2 separate regions of the Mus musculus genome follow, and region 1 is linked to region 2. The links are chromatin contacts, called in public Micro-C maps. All regions are on one chromosome and are shown on one strand. Each heading gives the region's core, a stretch centred on a gene start, on an enhancer-like site or on the middle of the called end of the contact. The rest is flanking DNA. Distances are from core to core; before and after follow the strand shown.

What was found. Hi-C and Micro-C count contacts between places; a contact is called where the count stands out from the background.
Region 1: a contact with region 2 is called in a Micro-C map of the G1E-ER4 cell line, with 2.8 times the contacts expected there. The contact joins two enhancer-like sites. A contact is called at or near these places in 1 of 15 datasets of contacts at CTCF or cohesin (the G1E-ER4 cell line), 19 of 484 Hi-C or Micro-C datasets (the G1E-ER4 cell line, the HL-1 cell line, effector CD8 T cells and 13 more), 4 of 115 datasets of contacts at active chromatin or transcription factors (embryonic stem cells, large pre-B cells and pancreatic cancer cells) and 2 of 9 other capture datasets (embryonic stem cells and pancreatic islet).

The regions. Positions count from the first base shown.
Region 1 is chr6:86,216,244-86,221,081 of GRCm38.p6, reverse strand. All of the region lies in intron 1 of Tgfa (transforming growth factor alpha), which reads right to left. Among named protein-coding and RNA genes, the nearest start is that of Tgfa, 23 kb to the right of the region's middle. Within about 2 kb of position 1,526, at least 70 of the 459 cell types and tissues checked have an H3K27ac peak or open chromatin away from gene starts, as enhancers often do. A contact at or near this core is called in the G1E-ER4 cell line, where this site is marked.
Region 2 is chr6:86,126,974-86,131,562 of GRCm38.p6, reverse strand. It overlaps the pseudogene Gm19596. Among named protein-coding and RNA genes, the nearest start is that of Tgfa, 66 kb to the left of the region's middle. Within about 2 kb of position 1,527, at least 20 of the 459 cell types and tissues checked have an H3K27ac peak or open chromatin away from gene starts, as enhancers often do. A contact at or near this core is called in the G1E-ER4 cell line, where this site is marked.

The DNA of each region.
Region 1 (4,838 bases), core at 277-2,776, 90 kb before region 2:
AACCACCACAATGGACATTAGAAATGGTCTCTGAGGAGCTCAAGACAGAGTGAGGTGATTGCCCTGCCCCAGTGGAGCCAGAGTGCTCCTGCCCCTGTCAGCCCATCCCACTGTGCCGTATCCATCCATCTGTGCCTGGCTCTCTGACCCTTTGTTTAAGCCTAAAACCTTGGGTTGGAGGCACGAAGCTGGCCTGTTGAATGACTAGGCTAAGCAGCCATAGATAAGAACCTATGCTTGGGTAGAAATTCAAGTAGATGTATCTGTTACCTGGAATTTGTGTCGCTTGATATAGAAAATCATGACTCAGGTTCTCCTTGCGGGTGGGTTGTGGAACTGGCCTGCCCAGTGACCCCCAACCTGCCCCAGGAAAGTTTTTGTTTCCACAGTCTTGGCTCTCTGGGATTGCTCTAAGGAGAGCTGAGTATATTCCATGGAAGCCAGTGTGACCAGTGTGTGCTTGGGCTCTTTAAAAAAGGAGGTACCCTGTAGATCTGCTGTCAAAGCATCAGAGGAGCTCCTGCCAGGTCTACTTCGTATTATTTCTTCCCAGGTCCAGGGAAGAAAGGATCTACCTGGTCCAGGTTGCCTAAATACACAAGCTCAATTGTTCCCCACAATGCTCCACCCCGTTTTCTAAGCCCAGCTAGGTGCCCCCACTTCTTGCCATGTGCCGTCACTCCTGCAGGCAGGGCCTTTGACTTCCCTGAGCTACCGGATGCTCATTAGTGCCAGGGCCAGTGCTAGATCCCACTTGGCTCATGCACACAGACCATCTGGGGTTCCCAGTTTCTCTCTCCCTCTCACAGCCCAGACCCTGTTCTCCATAGTCTCAGATTTATTAAAGCTACTCAGTTTTTCCCTGTGTCAAAGGTCAATCAAATGTTTGCAGTGTACTTTGAGCTGTTTAGAGTTTAGATCCTAATACATGCCTAAAACTGACATCACAGTCCTGGGGTCGGCAGAGTCGACCCGACTGCAAAAAGAGGTGGTGCATTCTGACTGGCTGGAAACCTCCCAAGGTAAATTAAACAGGGAAACATAGCTAATGAGGAAAGTTGGAGAGGTGCTTGCAGGAGACCCACCAGTCCCATTGAGACGCTTCCATTCTTAAGGACACTTGTAAGCCAAGATACATTGCATGCCACAAAGACCCCTGGTCCTTGTCCTGACCTCTCACCCACTCAGCAGCCCAACTCACTCTGCTGCTTGCTGAGGCTTGCCTGCCGAGTACACACACCACATACAGGCCTGACAACATAGCTCTGGCTCAGTCAGTTACTTGCCAGGATATAGAGCTGTGTGTGTGTCCTGGGGCGAGGAAGGCCCTTGGCAAGGCCTATCTACAAGATCTGTGCCATGCCCTTCCCTGCCAGGAGGGAGCCCATCTCTAGATCTCTTCCGCACAGTCAAGCTTATCAAAGACCTGGGATGGGTCCTGAGTCAGGCTTCCTCTTCCTCCGGGGCCTCTCCAGCCACCCCCATCTGAGTTCCTGGAACTACAAGGCAGCAGTGCTGGCTGGAGTCCCCAGTTGCTGAGTCACCAACAAGATTTCCTAGGGCCGAGCTGGGAAATGGCAAAGACACTGTACCAAGATGAGTGCTCCAGAAACCAGTACCAGCTGACTGTCGGTTCAGGCCTTAAGGTGTCTCCGGAAGAGATCCTAGAAGGATGAAGAATAGCATGGGGGAGTGGGCCAGACACAAGGTAGGGGCTCAAGTGGCCAAAGTTATAGTACCAACCATGTAGCCCAGGGCCTCGGAGCCTGAAACAGGCAGAGAATGAGGCAGGAGAGAAAGACAGGAAAAATAATAGGGACCTGTGAAGGGAAAGGAGCCCCTTACTCCAGAGCCAGGAGCTTCCGGCCAGGTGGGAAGCACAATGGCCAACATCTACTGGGAAGGTTTAAAACATAAGTAAATAAAGTAATAAGCCAGACTTAAGGCCTGAACATGTATGACTTTGGGCAGGGCCTATTACTCTTCTATTTTCTGGGAATCTCAAAAGAGACATTTATTTACAATGGCGATAGTCTACCTTCCTATAGCCCTGTGATCTAGACTTTTTCTAGTGATAGCCTACCTTTCTATAACCCTGTGATCTAGACTTCCCTTTCTCAAGTGTGATCTTGTCTTCGGGAACCACTGGTGACCTCACTCTGGTTCCTTCGCCATCCTTTGAAGATAACAACTTCTAAACCACCCAAATCCTTCCTATGACTACTGTAAAAAACAATGAAGGGGGCTGACTTTCAGAGAAACCCATACACTCATTCTCTGACGTGTTTTATTTTGTGATATGTCTTAACCATATTGCTTTAAAATCTATATTTTGAAATACCTTTGAAAACATCAGTCCTGCTTCATCCTGCCTCACCCAGAAATTCTTTCCATTGCCAAAGCCAAGGATCTGGCTTTACCTGAATTGAAAAATGAAGGGACTCTTTCGGGCTGCTGCTGTGACAGTGACAGTTCTTATGTCCTTGCTACTACAGAGAGAGTACACTTGCTGCCAGCAGAGCTGGAAGCCATTGCTAGTCTGTGAGGCCCACAGAGATGGTATGAGTCCTTTCCCCACTTGTGTGACCCACTGGGACATCTCAGTCTTCCTGGCCTGTGGCAGTCCAAATCATCCTTGGAGCCTAACACTGACCAACACAGTTAGCCTATTGGTAGCCTCGTGCTAGCTGGGCATATTCCCTTCTTGGTGGCTAGCCCACATGCAGATATGTCACCTGGCCAGGGGCTTAGAAGTTCTCAGGAGTGTGCAAACAGTCCCTGAACTCTGCTCCATTTCCCAAGTGAGTGGTGACAACTCCCCAAGGCTCAGGACACCCAGGCACCACCCTGCGGAAGGAGTTTCTCAGGCCAACACAGATGCAAATGTAACTTGGCAGGATTAATGTCAATGCAGTATTAGCCTGGGTATGAAAGCAACTGGGAGGAAGGGATAAAAGCATGGTCATAGAGAGGAAGAAGCAATGCCTAGGTCACCAGCTAGCTCAGTGGGTCCATTTAACACTGCAGACGGACAGGGTCCCAAGTGAGAGGCAGGAGTGACCCAGAGAGAAAAGGGAAAGAGCAGGTGAGAAAAGCCCAGGGCTGGAAGGAAGAAGGGTGTGCATGAGTGTGTGTGTGTGTGTGTGTGTGTGTGTGTGTGTGCATGAGTGTGTGTGTGTGTGCATGAGTGTGTGTGTGTGTGTGCATGAGTGTGTGTGTGTGTGCATGAGTGTGTGTGTGTGTGTGTGTGTGTGTGTGTGGCTTGCTGCCTTTTACCAGGACGCCCTAACCAGCAACCCCCTCCCCTTCCTGCCAGGGCTTCTTCCCACTGGCAGTGCACCCTTGCATGGTCATCTCAACCCCACAGGGGTTTCATTACTGTACCAATGACAGAGGCCACTCTTGGTACTCAGTGGGTAGGCCAGGGATATTAAATTTCCAAAATGCATGGGGCTTTCCTCCTCTTAGGATACAGTTGGAGCTTCTAGCTAAGATACTCTAGACCCCAAAGGGGAAAATTTCTTCACCCCAGGCCAGTCAGCCCCCAACTGTGCCTGAGCAGTAGCAGCCAACAGGGAGGGGAAAGGAACTAGGGACAGTCACATAGCTGACAAGTCCTTCATCAGAGACTGGCAAATGGTCTTCCAGAGGCTAGACTGGCACTATGGAAAGCCTGCCCTGGAGGGTGTGGGGTGCTCTTATTCCAGCTAACTCTGATCCCATCCCATGTCCGTCTATCTGCATTTGTTGGTCTGTTTTTATTTGTTTGTTTGTTTGTTTTTTCCATGAACCAGAGGCATCTCAGTTGAACAGCACAAAGCCTGCCTGGATAGTATGGAGGTTGACCTGCCACGAACAAAGGCCATTCTGGAGTGCTATCCCTCAGCATCTTGAGGGACAGAGCATTCTACTCTCCTGGTCCACAGCTTAGCTTGGGGGCCCCTGATGTATTTTCCTCAGGCTACTTGGGTTGTCATGTCTCCAGGTCTCATTGCTGGGCCCTGAAGACACTGGTAGGGAGTTGGTCACGCTGCCCACTCAGCTTGGGGCAGACGACCATGTGATTTTTGTTAATGTCAGTTTAGAATATCAAGAAAGAAAGAAAGAAAGAAAGAAAGAAAGAAAGAAAGAAAGAAAGAAAGAAAGGAAGGAAGCAAGCCAGCCAGCCAGAGCTACAGTTAGAATCCTCATGTTTTTGGAAGACATCGTGGAAGATGGGGTGGGAGCACCCTGCCCGCCCTCCATCGTCTCCACAGTCACCCCCTCAGCTTCTGTTGGGAAAGAGCAGAGAGAAGGAGGAAAGGGAAATCAAATATTTGCTGCTGGGCTGATTGCAGTCTCACGATAGCAGGGAGCTCATAGCAGCAAGGAGGGAAGGAGACAGGACTCTATGTTGAAACCCCAGAGGAGGGTGCCATGGGACAAGGGTATTGGATCATCCCTATTCAGGGCACTATCAAGTCCAGCCTAAGCCAGACCTCATTTCAGAGAAGCTGATGAGGTGAGGGCACTTCAAGCTTGGGTAACCGAGTCCTGCTAGGGGCTCAAGCCATATGCCACCCTTGCTGTGTATCAAAGAGTGGAAAATGCACCTTACTCAGAGTGTCTATAGATGCTGTCCATTAATTGCCCAAACCTAGACACCACTAAGTTGTCCTTCACAGGTAAATGATAAATGGTGTTATGCTTACAGAATGGGAATTATGTAGCAATGAATAGGTCTCATTCATGTATACATGTACACACACACACACACACACACACACAAATAGATCATGAAGCTACCAAGAGATAGGGGAGAGTCCGAACATCATAAGGTTCCAGAAGTAAAAGAAGCT
Region 2 (4,589 bases), core at 278-2,777:
GACTTCATTGAGAGTTAAACAAATGGAATAAATGATACATAGTAGATGAAGATGAAATTTTAAATTTGGCAAAAGGCAGCAGGGAAAATATTTTTTAAAAAGACCTTCCAGGATTTGGGCATCTCATCCCTCCTCTCGTGAGTGCAGACAGAATGCAGAGAATTCTGGGTATCGGTCTCCATCCTACTGTTGGGAAGACACAGACAAGGGCATTTTGGGTGGCAATGTCCAACACTTTTGAGAACAGTAGGAGTCTATTCTGGGTAGCCACATCCACCCTGCCTCTGAACGATTCAGAGTGCATTCTGGGTAGCAACACTCATCACCCTGAGAAGACTCCGTGTTTGTGAAGCTCTTCTCACACCTCAGCCTCCTTCATACCCCAGAACTCCCAGCCGTGACTAGAAGATTGGGGGCTACAGTTGTCCCAAGATGCTCACTTTCTGTCTCTCAGGTTGGGTCTAGCTTTTCCCGAAACCCAATGACTGATAACCTTCCTCTTGCTCCAGATGACCCACTCCAGCCCACAGTGACTCAGATAGGAGCTTGTAGTCATGGGTGTCTTTCCTGTCACGGAAGAAAGAGACAGTGGTCTCATTGTTTGGATGACACAGTCTTCTGGGTGGGAATATGCTGGGGTTTTTGTTGTTTGTTTGTTTGTTTTGTTTTTTGTTTGTTTTTGAACCCAGAGGCTTTGGGGATAAGAGCAGGAGGTCACGGGTGGCCCTGGGTATTTATTTGAAAGCCATTGGGATAATTGTGAATCATTCTTTAGTGACTCACTCTTGTTATTGTGAGAGAGAAGTTTGTCTTGACCACCCCCCACCCCCACCCCCAGCTCCCAGTTCTCGTCTCAGTTGTGACAAGATACACCAGTTCTTCCAAAAACAATGGTTCATAGCTGTGTGTAAACTGGTATCACCTTGCCTGGGAACCTTCATTCTCAAGGAGCAAGCAGTGGGAGGCACCCAAGACAGAAATGCTCAAGGAAGTCTTGGAGAAGTCTAGACAGCTCACCATGAACTTCTCAGAATGTGTTCAGACAGTTGGCCTCCTCCCAGAGACCCCTCTGCTACCCCAGGGAAAAATCTACCCGGAAAGCACAAGGGGCTCCCTCAGATGAGGGCAGCCACCCCAATCAGACCTCAGGACCAACTGTCATGTCTTACCAAAATAGGCGTTAAAAGCCGTGATAAGGGGAAGGCTTGTAATGACAGCCTGAGCCTCCTTTCATCCAAATCTCTAGAATCTCCTAGACACACTAATTACCCCTCCCTGCCCTGGGAGGAGGAGGAGCCTGCGCTTGTTACCCTGGCAGGACATCTCAGCTCCCTAAGAACCAACACTGACCTAAACCCAGGAATGGCATGGGGTCCACCCTCAACCCTGTCAGTGTGGTTCTTATGAAGGTTCCTTATCCCGAATTCACTATGTTAAAAATGACAGAACTGGGGTTGGCAAGATGGCCCAGTGGATAAAGGCACTTTGCCTCCAAACCTAACCACCTGAGTCTTATCTCCAGGACTCACGTGGTGGAGAGAGCCAGCAGGTTGCCCTCTGGCCTCCACACATGCAGCAAGGCACGTGCTCCCTGCCCCAAAGAAAGTTCAGTAACTTTTTTTTTTCCTTTTAATGGAAGAAATAAGGGCTGGAGAAACAGTTCAGCAGTTAGACTCTCGCTCTGCGATCATGGGGATAGGGGTTTGGATCTCAGCACCTACATAAAAGCTAGGCATCCCCCCAAAAGCCTGAACCCCAGTTCTGAGTGAGGCTGGAGGATGGCTGGGGTTCACTGGCTTCCAGCCTAGCTGAGGTTCAGAGAGCCCATGCCTCACAGGGACAGGCAGACAATGTCCCCAGGAACTCACAGGTGCCTCTTCCAGCCTCCCAGAATGTACAGGCACACACACCACATATACTCAGACACTTAGGTACCATGAACACACAAATAAGTAAAATAGAATTAAAAAAAAAAACGACAAATGGGGTAAATGGTAATATGTAGTAGTGCCCTGTGAGTTGCCAGTCATTGAAGATGTGGTGTGAGGGTGCCATCTGCCTCAGGAGAGCTGTGCTCCCAATTTGCAGGTCAGCTGCTTGGCATTGTGGGGTAGGAGGGAGACTGCTCAGCCCACAGGCTGCTAGCCGGAGCTCCTATACATGTAAAAACATCTAGCCACAGATTTCAGGACTCTCTACAGAGTAGAATGTGAGGTGGCATAGAATGGTGAGTAGAATGGGGAATATAACAAAATTCCTGTCCCTGGAACCCATCCTACCTTCCTGGACAGCCCTTGGGCTGTGACACCATGAGCCTCACTTCCTGGACAGTGGTGCTTGCCCAGGCTTAGTTGAGATTTCTGAGGACTTGACAGCATGGGAGGAACAACATTGGTTGTCCTAGATTAATACGTTATCCTGTTGAAACCCCGCAGTGGTTTCTGAGATCTGTCTAGGAAAGCCAACTTGTTCTAACCTCAGTCTGGTCAGGGACAATGACAGTCACTTAAAAATATTGAGGGGCAGGATGGGGGGTGACAACTAGGACGGGAAGTCTTTTCTTTCTTTGCTATTGAAAAGATTGACAGTAATGTGTGGTGGGCAGAACCCTGCAGGCCGGCCTGTGAATAAACTTGTTCTTGGGGCTTCCACACTCATTTCAAGGTCACTGGGAGGAGGCAGTTCCAAAGGGGGCTGTGTTATATAGGAGGGTCAGGCAAAGGGTAGGTTAATAGCACACAGAAACACAGGCTGTGTGCGACCCAGCATGGTGTCCTGAGCCTAGCAGGTGGGCTTGACTAGGTAATTAAGGCCAGATCCAAAAGATATCTTTGCAAGGCATGTGACGTGAGAGGTGTGTGGAAATTAGCATTTCTTTGGGGACATTTCTGCATGGATGGGTGAGTGTGCCCCCTGGAGGCAGTGCAGTGAGTTCTCCAAGGACACGGCTGTTTCCCTCATACATGGTAGCAAAGTTTGTCCCATTCACTGGGCATGAGAGTTAATTTTACCCATTATGTCAATTTTCTGCAAGACAAATTGCTGTCGAATATTCTGTGTAGCTAGTGAGAATTGAAGATGGAAGGCAAGATTTTTCAAAAATCCTTTTGTGGTTCATATGCAGGGTTGGGCCAGGCTTGAACAGATGCAATTTAATGCTCGACAGGACTCCCAGACTCCTTTTTTCTTTTAAGTCTTTGTTGATGTACACCCAGGGGTGCTTGTGGCATGATAATAACAATAACTAACACACATTTCCTGTTCCACTCTATTCTGTGAGCTCAGAACAGCCCAGTGTGTTTGGTATAGTAGAATCCCAGTGAGATGGGAACCATTGTTAGCCTTGCTTTACAGGGGAGACAGTGGTTGGTCTGGTAATATTCATAGATAGGAGAAGAATTTTGCAGGGCCAGAGCAAGAGGCCATGCCAGAAAACCCCACCACCCACAGTGGGAGAGAAAAAAACTGCCACAGTGACCTCCAACAGTCTCTCAGAAGCAAGCCCAGTGTCAGGGACACGGCCAACCTACGTGATGTGGGGACCATCACGAGTAGTATTCTCAAATGCAATCCGTGGGGGAAAATGTATCCAAGGGTTGGGTCACCCTGGTTGTCATGAGAGGCATTTGTGTGACCCTCCAGGAAGGAGCAAGAGAAGGGCAGTGACAACAGAGTCGGGGGCGACCCAACACTGCTTCTCATCTGTGCAGTCACCCATCCTCAGCCAGCACCAGGGAGCTCTAGATGGCTCACCATGAAGACTGTGACCAGGATCCAGAGCCACTGCTACCTTTGGATCATGGTAGTGACTCCTGGTATGTGTAGATCAATATCATAAGATCAATATAATCAGCAGGCTCTGAGCTTTCTTTGCCAATTGACTGTCCTACATCAGAGAAGGCAGGGGCAGACATTGTCTTATCTCCCTACAACAAAGCACTTCCCCAGCAAGCAGCAAGCATGTGGTCAAGCTTTGGAAAGACTCACTCCCTTCTCCTTAACTCCCAGAGTGTGACCTGGCCTCCTCCAGGGCTTTGGGCATCTGTGGGGTCTCTGCACAGGGCCCCCCATGTTCTGATTCTATTTCTCTGTTGTACAGAAGAAGAAGCTAAGGCCTGACCCAGGCGACCTAAGTGCTCATCCCATACCAGAGATGCCTCTGGAGACTGGCTCCTGTGTAATGGTTTGCACCTTGTCTAGATTGAGCTAAAGCCATTGGGGTGGCTGTCCTCAAGTGGGTACCCGGTAATGTGTGGTACTCAGGTGTGTTCTGAGGTGAGTGAGGAAGCCCAAAGTTTTCAGTTAGTCCTTTTGCTAGTGAGGAAAAAAAGAGAGCTTAGCTGGAAGCTACTGAGTTAAAAAAGAAAACACACACACACACACACACACACACACACACACACACACACACACACACACACCAGAAAGCAAGGAGCTGCTGCCATCTGGTGGGGATCTTGGGGAGTGGTAGTGAATTGAATTGGGGAGGGGCTGGGCTACTTACCTGGTCCTTCCATTTTTCTGTTTCCTCTCTTTCTTCTTTTCCTTCTTTTCTTCATGTCTGTCTCCCTCCCTCCCTCCCTCCCTCC